2 separate regions of the Sus scrofa genome follow, and region 1 is linked to region 2. Evidence: chromatin contacts called from public Hi-C data. All regions are on one chromosome and are shown on one strand. Each heading gives the region's core, a stretch centred on a gene start, on an enhancer-like site or on the middle of the called end of the contact. The rest is flanking DNA. Distances are from core to core; before and after follow the strand shown.

The links. A called contact is a pair of places that touch in the nucleus more often than the background predicts.
Region 1: a contact with region 2 is called in a Hi-C map of liver, with 3 times the contacts expected there. The contact joins the enhancer-like site here to the promoter of ABCC9 in region 2. A contact is called at or near these places in 1 of 5 promoter capture datasets (liver), 2 of 47 Hi-C or Micro-C datasets (heart right ventricle and liver) and 1 of 2 datasets of contacts at active chromatin or transcription factors (skeletal muscle).

The regions. Positions count from the first base shown.
Region 1 is chr5:51,622,282-51,627,132 of Sscrofa11.1, reverse strand. ABCC9 (ATP-binding cassette sub-family C member 9) reads right to left here. Exons shown (of 40, transcript XM_021092240.1): 25 at 1,322-1,418. Among named protein-coding and RNA genes, the nearest start is that of KCNJ8, 71 kb to the left of the region's middle. Within about 2 kb of position 3,497, at least 4 of the 83 cell types and tissues checked have an H3K27ac peak or open chromatin away from gene starts, as enhancers often do.
Region 2 is chr5:51,532,595-51,538,031 of Sscrofa11.1, reverse strand. ABCC9 (ATP-binding cassette sub-family C member 9) reads right to left here and starts at 1,501. Exons shown (of 40, transcript XM_021092240.1): 1 at 235-1,501.

The sequences.
Region 1 (4,851 bases), core at 2,248-4,747, 87 kb before region 2:
CTAGGGGTCGAATCGGAGCTGTAGCTACCAGCCTACGCCAGAGCCACAGCAACGCAGGATCCAAGCCTGCGCCTGCAACCTACACCACAGCTCACAGCAACACTGGATCATTAACCCACTGAGCAAGGGCAGGGACCGAACCAGCAACCTCATGGTTCCCAGTCGGATTCGTTAACCACTGCACCACGACGGGAACTCCTAAAAACACTTTTAAATCTAAGAAATTGAAGAACAAAATTCATTCATTCATTCATTATTTACTCAATGAGTATTTGCTGGAATATGGAATAGTTGTCTGAAATATAAAAGTAGCACATTTTGGTGTCCTTCAGCCCAAAATTGTGACCTTCTCTTTTGTGTGTGTGTGTGTGTGTGTGTGTGTGTGTGTGTGTGTGTGTGTGTGTGTGTGTGTGTGTTTGTCTTTTAGGGCCGCACACGGAGGTTTCCAGGCTAAGGTCCAATCGTAGCTGTAGTAGCCAGCCTATGTCACAGCCACAGCCACAGCAACTCAGGATCTGAGCCGCATTTGCGACCTACACCATAGTTCACGGCAATGCCAGATCCTTAACCCACTGAGCGAAGCCAGGGATTGAACCCATGTCCTCATAGATACTAGATGGGTTAGTTAACTGCTGAGTCACGCCGGGAACTCCAACTTTCTCTTTTTAAATTGTAGTATGTGGTCTTAAGCCAAAACCGTACAGCAAAAATGAAGTAGAATGCAGTTACTCTATGGACTTAAGTGTGGTTTATCTTACAAACTGCTTGGCAACAAATGCCAAAGCAATGTTACTATTTCATCTTATTCCTCAAATTTTCAACAAACCTTCCTCCTCATACCTTATTAGATTCAGAAAACTGAAACAAAGCAAAGATTTTTCTAATTATCTTACTCTCCGTTGCTATTCTATCATGAAAACCCCAGAGGAATTTACCAAAGGACTCAGGTATAAATCGTTCAAAGTAGTGTTTTCTACATATTCACCATTTATTCATTTCCAAAGGACAGAATTATCTGAACAAGGGTCTAGACCTGTTTAGAAACCACTGCCTTTTCCTATCAGCTCTCTCACATATAACACAAAAACACTCAGACACACTTTGGGAAGCTCCTCGAGATGCCTGTTGGTTGACTACACACACCTTTCCTTCACTCCTGTTCTTCTCGTTTTCAGTTTTATGTATTTGATTTGGCCTTTCTCCCCCATGCAGAGTGACTGGTCATTCCTCATGGGCATATTCACACATCAGTTATCAAGGAAAGGCCCCCACATCTTATTACCCATTGGAATGTTTCAAATATATTTTTTAAAAAGTCTACCTTCATCTTCATCCTCCAGTTGGGCTTTAGCCTCTCTTGAGTACATGGCTCTTCGGAGTGTTTTTCTCTCTAAAGTTGTTTGGTCAGCTTCCATATCCTGCAGTAAACATTGTGCTATTAATGGAGGAGCTCCCAGCCACAGGCAAGTTCAACTGACCAATCAGTGACCCACGCGTACCAAGTACCAATCATTGGTTATCTTTACACTCCACAGATGGACAAATTCTGTCACTGGAGCAGGTGCGGAGCAATGTCTGGGGTTTATAGGAAGTGCGTCAGAGCTCAGAGGCAGTAAGAAGTCAGGAAGAGTAGTAACAACATGATGGGACCGACCCTGGGGGCAGAGGAACACCTCCCAGAGCCTTAAAGTCTGGTCCCACCATTGCTACTTGTTTTGTTTATTTATTTATTGCCTTTTTTTTTTTTGGCCTATGGAGGTTCCCAGGCTAGGGGTCTAATCGGAGCCACAGCTGCCAGCCTACAGCATAGCCACAGCAATGCCAGATCTGAGCATGTCTACAACCTAGAGCACAGCTCACAGCAACACCAGATCCTTAATCCACTGAGCGAAGTCAGGGATCAAACCCGCAACCTCATGATTCGTTTCTGCTGTGCCACGTCGGGAACTCCTGTTTTTATTTTTATGTCACTTTCATGTACCCTTGTAATTTTTCTAACTAAAGATTCACCTATGTTTATAGATCTATTCCTTTAAAAATGCATGTCGTTCTGGATGAATTAAAGCACCCTCAATCACCCACTATTATTAGGAATCATTAAATGGACATGAGGTTTTAATGAGCATCTCACTAAGGGAATGGCACAAAAGAAAGGGACTTCAGAAACTGAAAGAAGGTGGGTAATTCTGAAGCAAAAGGGAAATGAGGGTATTCAACTGCCTAGCAGTTTAGAAGAAAGCCCTGGGAAGGGAAGCTCGGCAGAAAGAGAAGGGGGAAAACGCTACGAACAAAGTTGGTGAATGTTTAAGAGTTGTTCCGGACTTGTCCTGTGCTGAGAAAGGGAGAAGCATTTTGTTTTCTCCAGTCCTCTGCTAACAATATTCCACCCCCTTGACTTTAGATCTGGAGTGGTAACATCAGTTCAGTTACAACTGTGGAGTTAAATCAGCTTCTTCAGGACAATCTGGGAAACTAACCATATCCCTGTTTCTTTGGGGAAATGCATTCTGAGTTCCAAACACTGATCCACAGACTTTTGGAATCTATGGTAAATTGAGGGCTTCCTGTACATGCTGATACCAAAAAAAAAAAAAAAATCACAGTTCAGTTACATTGATAATTCAATAATTCTCTAGTGATCAATCTCTGGGTAGTGGTCTTGTTTTGTTTCTGTTTGTTTGGCCTCATACAATATGTGTAACTTAGGAGACCTGCTATTTTAGAAAGTTCTGTTGCTTTCAAGTTCTTGGTTGAAAGAAGAGTAAAAGTGAAAGTGTTTGTTGAAGAGAATTTTTTTAGAGACAATTCCATGTTAGCTTTTAACTATGCCTGATGATATGAAAACCCACACTTGCACATGACAGTAAATAAAACACAAAATTAAAAAGGACCAGATATTTTGTGTACAGTGAAATGAAATGAAATGAACCTGCACACAGAAAAATGGAAGATTTGGTTCTTGTTCAACTCACGGATCCGTGTGAGAAAAAGACTTTAATGTTGAATCATTTTTCTTATGAGTAAATTCTCATATTAGGCTTATTTGAGGTTAAATACTTTAAATTCTGTTGCTATTTGGATTAAGTTACTATACATTTAATTCCATTTATCCAATAAATATTTACTGGATGCCTGTGAACTGTGAGGTCAAGGTGAGGAAACTCCAAAGATGCTAGTTTCTTTTGCTTGATAAAATTATGTAGATATTGGGTGATACCATTGAAAGCAGAATTTTTAATAACATTTAAATCAACTGAAAGTTTTATCTACTTTTTATAGCTATCATTTCTATCCTTTTAAAATATTCCTTCCTGGTTACCCCTTAACCTTTAAACCTATAGGTCTGTCTAGAGCCCTTCAGTGAGATGCTTTGTGAGTCTTCTATTTTCACTCCCTTCTCTGTTTGCTTGATCTACTCTGGCTCTAGGCCAGCCTTTCTCAACCTCAGCACTACTGACTTCTTGCCAGAAAATTCTTTGCTGTGGGGGCTGTGCTTTGTTAAATGTTTAGCAGCATTCCTGTCCTCTACCAGCTAGATGCCAGTAGCTCTTGGCCACCTCTCCCCATGTTGTGATAAACGAAAACATCTCTAGATGTTGCTAAATGTCCCGCAGAAGATAAAATCGACCCTGGCTGAGAACCACTGTTCTAGGCAAACACTCAATCCTGCCACATAGCAAATTAAATAAGAAGCTGTCTTCATGAACACTTCCCCAAGGTGCTGTGTCTTCCCCACAGTGTGGGGAAGAGGATGAATTCCAGATTAATTTCAGGCACCTGCCCTTCTCTAGCTGCCCTCCCTCCATCCCCAGGTGAGGATTCTGTGCAGGTGCATGATTCTTGCTAGCTCCTACTGGCCACACTTTCACCTCACAACTGGATGCACCCTTCCCACATTCTGACTTGCTCTGTATCTCTCTTAGCTGATTTATAACCCTGTGATGTGTCTTTGCTTATAGACATATGCTATCTCAAGTGACCATTTCTAAATACAACTTAATGGACTTTCTTCTTGGCTTGCTCAACATTTAGTATTACTGTAAAATCAAGCCAAGAGAACTGTCTCTCTCTTTCTTTTCCCCCCAGATCTTCTTTCCAAAGTAAACCATAAATAGTCCACTCCTTAAGCTTACATCATATTCTGCTGTCCCTGGAATCTAGAACACTGAAAAAGATGTCATTTGGAGCCATCTCAGTTAAGTTTATGATCAAGCATCCCAGACATAATTCCTAAATGGGCTCCTGTCAATTGCACCTTGTAATGTTCTTACGAATAGTCTCATTTCAAATGTCTGTGATTTGTCCTCTTTTACTTAAAATTTTTTACATATCTTTTCTTCCTTAGGTAGTTTGCTTTTGAGATCTTTGGCAAACCCATGGAAGACAAAGTAATCTCGTGATTCGTCTGACTTTTTAATCTTCCTTTTGCTATGGAAACATAGATAATTATTTTCCTTTGTAAAATAAAACATTTTAATTTCTTGAGAAATTTGCTGATATAAACATTTTCATTCTATAATGTTCATTCCAAGTCAGGACTACCAAATTCTGGACACTTCCTAGTCCTGACTCAAGAGAAAAACATTTTGAAAATTTACTAATTTAACTTAGAGTTTCTCCTCTCAACCACGAGTTGTTCTCTCATCATGCTCCAACTTGGTTTCCAACTCTGTTATCATTTCATTCAATGTTATAATTACATCATACAAAATCATATCGTGGAATTACACTGGGCATGGACCTGGTACAACTTACTGTATGTACTGTACAACTTAGGCAAGTTACTTAGCCTCTCTGAACCTGTTTTCTCATCTATAAAAGTGAGGTCATATTTTCTTTGCTTATTTTTCA
Region 2 (5,437 bases), core at 252-2,751:
AGCAGGAGCCCGCCAGGGTTTTGTAAATAAAGCTGGAAACCTGATCCCCACGCCCTCTCTCCTCGGGCTGGGGCCCGGTCCCTTAATCCTAGAAATAGCGACCGCGAAGGCAAAGCGCTGCGAGAGTGCGCGGGCGCCTTTTGGTTGCCGAAATGTTAGATCAAAATCGACAGTTTAAGAGTTATTCTTAAAATTCTGAAATGATATATATGTAAAAGACACGAACTCACTTACTCCGAAGGCAAAGTTTTCCTTCCCTGGCCGAAGCAATCAGGGCGCCGAGCGGATTATTTTTAGGGTGGTGGGGGATCAGCTGCTGCCTCCTATCGAGTTTCTCAATAGCACAGACTGCTATGGGCTGGGGCGGACACTGCGACTCAGACGCAGGAAACTGGGCAGAAGCCCCGAGCGCCGCGCCTCGTACTGGAGACCCTCCCCACCCCCGCTCGGCCCAGCTTTCGGCACCGGAGCTGCAAATTTGGGACGCGCAGACTAGGATTTTACAAAATAACGTTCGTCCCCACAATTCATTAGACATTGAAATTTACAATCTACAATTCCGTTATCACTGGAGTCGGCTTTTCCAAAGTTAAAACACGCAAGGTCACTTGCACTTGTAATCGTTCCCCCAGGCTCTGTGTGCGCCTTTTTATTAACCAGATAAGGAAGCAGATTTGAGGGTTTCATCACTGTCCCCCATTGCGGACCTGGGAAATAAAGGCTTCATTCCAGGCAGAGGAACCGGCTGCCTGGCTGTATTCGTGCGTGCCAATGTCTCGCAGGAGTAAGGCAGGCTCAAGCTGGGGCCCCAGCGCCCCGGGAAACTTGGTGACTCGTCTGGACCAGTTGCCGCGCTACGGAAGAGCGAGCCTTAATCTTCGTCCCCGAAAGTGGGGCTTCGACTTCCACGGTTTATAAACAGTTTTCCCACTCTTAGCTCCCGACCAGAGAGTGCAGACATTCTCAAGGAGATAACATGTTTAAAATACACTCACCCCACAAGAACTCCCCCTCAGGACGCATGCCATAAATTTTGTCCCAGGCAACCCTCTGTAATCAACATTCGTTTTTATCGGGGGTCAGCGCTCAGTCAGCTTGAAATAACCATTGTTTTCGTCAACTGTCCTGATCTGATAAAGGATGGTCGGCCCGGCTGGCTGGTGCCTCCGAAGGCTCGGTGCGCGACCCCCGAGGGGCACCGCTCTAGGGCCGCGGGCAGCTGGACGTTGTCCCGGGAGCTGAACCCCAAGCCCCAGCGGCCGCTCCGACTCTGGGGCAGAGCCGCCCCCCGCAGGCATCTCCGGCTGGGAAGGTCGCTGCGTTCCTGGGTGAGGCCCGGCCTCATTGAAGCTGGAAGCCACGGCCGCTAGGAGTCTGCGGGGCCTCGTGGGGCGGCACCCGGGAGGGTCCCTGAGTCTCCCGGCCCGCGGACTTTGAAAACTCTGCTACTGCACCCTGGACTGTTTGCCGCGACGCGGGCGCAGGGAGAAAGCACGCTTGTAGAACGCGGATACCAGGACCGTGGCCAGAACCCTAGGGACCCGGCGAACTAGCCAGAAGCGGGACCAGAGGCTCCCAGCGCTTCTGGGCAGAGAGAACTGGAAATGAAGGGTGCAGATAATGCCCAGATATAGACCCTGAGTGTGCCCACACAAAACCAAGTTGACTTTGGGACTTTAAAAAGATGTATATTCCTACCGTTAAGCTCATTTGTTATGCTTAAATGTCATGCCTTAAAACATTCTTTTTAAGTCAAACTTTGAAAGTATGGAAAAGTATATGAGCCCTCAAACTTCTAAAACTACTGAAAACATTTTGTTACATTTTAACAAAAACAAACGGTAATGATAAAAAGCATGGACTCAAGGAAGCTAGCCTGCTGTCAAATCTTGTTACCCAATTAGTTGGTTAGCTCAGAGACTTTGGACAACTTGTTTAACCCCTCTGTGTATCAGTTTCCTCGCATATTCAACAGGACAAATTAAAAAAAAACTGCTTCATAGGCTTGATGTGAGAGTGAAGGAGATAATCCCTTTAAAGTGCTGAGACAGTGCCTGCCCTGTCAGTAAAAGCTAATAAGCGTACGTGCTATTTTCATCATTTTTTCCATGCATTTGTTGGGGGGGGGGCGGTGGTCTGGGACTGCTGCGTAGGTAAGTGCCCTGGCTAGGGATCACACCCCTGCCACATTTGTAACCCAAGCCACAGCAATGGCAGTTGGGAGTCCTTGAGCGGTAGGCTATCAAGGAATACCTATGAACATTTTATATTGTTGGCAACCTCAAAATAACTTGTCTCCTCATGGTATCTTTCAAAACAATTATTTTCTGGTTGTATTTTGAAATCTTTATAGAAATTATTTGAATGGCTGCATAACATTTCACTGTGTGGCTGTATCTTGATTTTAAGTCCATTTTTCTTATTGTTGGACAGAATTGCCAAATTTTCACTACCATATTTAATCCTATGATGAACTTTTTTATAAACAGGGGTTTTTTGGTAGCAAATAATTTCTTTAAGATATATTCCTTGAAAAGTAATTACATGATCAAAAGTAATAAATGCTTGCTGTAGAGCAGAAATTGGCACAATGTTGTAAATCAACTATATTTTAATAAAAGAATTTAAAAAGTAATAAATGCTTTTAAGGCTGTGGATATAGAATGCAAAATTACCTTTCTAAAAAGTTTGCATTAAGGAGTTCCCGTTGTGGCTCAGAGGTTAACGAATCTGACTAGGAACCATGAGGTTGTGTGTTCCATCCCTGGCCTTGCTCAGTGGGTTAAGGATCTGGCGTTGCCGTGAGCTGTGGAGTAGGTTGCAGACATGGCTCAGGTCCTGCGTTGCTGTGGCTCTGGTGTAGGCCAGTGGCTACAGCTCCGATTCGACCCCTAGCCTGGGAATCTCCATATGCCTCAGGAGCGGCCCAAGAAATGGCAAAAAAAAATGACCAAAAAAAAAAAAGTTTGCATTAAAAAAAAGTTTAGAGTTCCAGTCTTGGCTCAGCAGTAACAAACCCAACAAGTATCCCTGAGGACGCAGGTTCAATCCCTGGCCTAGCTCAATGGGTTAAGGATCCTGCGTTGCTGTGCCTATGGCATAGGCCAGCATCTGCTCTGACTCAACCTCTTGCTTGGAAACTTCCATATGCCGCCGCTGTGGCCCTAAAAAGACAAAAAAATGTTTTCGTAAACTCCCTCCATACTCAATAAGATGACCTATTACACTTATATCCAAACGACCCCTGAATCTTATCTTTTAAAAAATTTTGTAACTTAGATAACGTTATTAACAACCAACCCATTTTTCAAGTGTTCATTAATCTTTGTATCCATTCTATTATGAACAGCTTGTTCACATACTTGTCCATCTAATGCGCTTTGAGAATGTTTCTTATAAATCTTTTTTGTCTTTTTATGAATTTTTTTTTTTTTTTTTGTCTTTTTGCCTTTTCTAGGGCCGCTCCCTCAGCATATGGAGGTTCCCAGGCTAGGGGTCTAATCGGAGCTATAGCCACCGGCCTATGCCAGAGCCATAGCAACTCGGGATCCGAGCTGTGTCTGCAACCTACACCACAGCTCCTGGCAACGCCAGATCCTAACCCACTGAGCCAGGCCAGGGATAGAACCTGAACCTCATGCTTCCTAGTCGGATTCGTTAACCACTGAGCCACAATGGGAACTCTAGTCTTTTTATGAAATTTTAATAAGAGAAAGCTACCAATTCTGTTTCATATATGACAATTTTTCCCCAATTTGTCCTTTTAAAATGATATCGGTCCTACCTCTACAAAAAACAAAAAGATTGTGTTCATAATTCTATAAAATTTTTTAGAGCATACACCATGTGCTACATCTCCTGCTGTGTTACATAGAGGTCAGTGATGACCTGCAGTATCTCTGCCTTCATGGTTCTTCTTCCTAAGGGAAAGTCTACTTAGGCAAATGTGCTGCCTTTTTTTTACCACCATTGCATTGTATTCTGATGCTTAAGTTAATAAATATTAGCCTACTTTCATATTTGTTTAAAGATTTTTAAAAATTCAATTCTGGAATTAATTTTGGCATGTGCCATGGGATAAGAACATAAGTTAATATTTTGTTACATCAACATTATTTACTGAATAATCTTATTCTTTTACCCTGATGTATTACACTGCCTTTGTCGGTATTATAATATGATCTCTTTCTGAGCTCCCTGCTCAGTTCAATTAATATCTTTCTCAATTCTTCCTATTCTATTACTATGATCAGGTGAAATTATTATAGCTTTAAAGTATATTTTAACTCCAGTAGTACCAGTCTCCTTTTAACGCTTTTCACAATTTTCTTAGCTACTCTCTTTTGGAGATTTTACTAGAGTTTCTTTAAATCTAGGAAGTAATTTATAAAGAAATGTCATATTTTTAGTATTCTTTCCCATTTAACTCTTTATTTTGGTCTCTATATTAAATTTATATCAGTCTGTATGTTTCTTGTAATGATTGGTTATACAAATTCCATATATTTATTTTCATAGCTTGTACTGCTATTAAGAATGCAATATTTGTTTATATTTTTGTGTAAATTTTGTATTTATCTTATATCCAGCCACTTCTCTAAGCTTTCTCAAAAATCCCAATGCTTTGATCTGGGACTTCCCAGCCTCCACAACTGTGAGAGATAAATATTTATGTTTAAGCCACTCAGTCTATGGTAATTTGTTGCAGCATCTCACCCTGATTAAACCAACTTGTTTTCCTCTATCAAACACCTATTTCATTAATTCTGAATTCCAGAACAGTGTTAAACCACAAAAGAAGACAAAACTTTTTGTTTTCATCAGAAATGTATATACATATTAAAATCAACTTTGTTAAATATAATTTTCATAAAATAAAAACCTTTCATTATACATATGAAATCTAAAATGTTTTGATGTAAACATGATCCCAAAAAGACATAGAATATTTCTCTCTCTCCAGGAAGTTCTCTTATGCCTCTGGCTAGTCAATTTCACCATTACCCACCCAGGGTCACCACTGATCTAAGGTCTATCACAAGAGATTTGTTTTGCCTATTTAGAAAAGTCACATAAATGTAGTCATACTGTATATATTATTTGTGTCTAGCTTCTTTGGTTAAGCATAATATTTTTGAGATTTCTCCATGTTTAGGGGTACAACAGTAATTTTTCCTTTTTACTTCTGAGAATTCCATTGTAGGAATATACAATACTTTTTATCCATTCACCTATAGGTATACATTTGGGTTATTTCCAACTTTTAACACTGATAAATAAAGTTTCAGTGAAATTCTGTATGTATAGTTTTCACTTCTCTCAGGTAAATGCCAATCAGTGGATTTGCTGGGTCATGTGGTAATCATACATTACCGAAATTGCCAAAGTATTCCCCCAAGTGATTAAAATATTACACATTCCTTCCAGAAAAGCATGA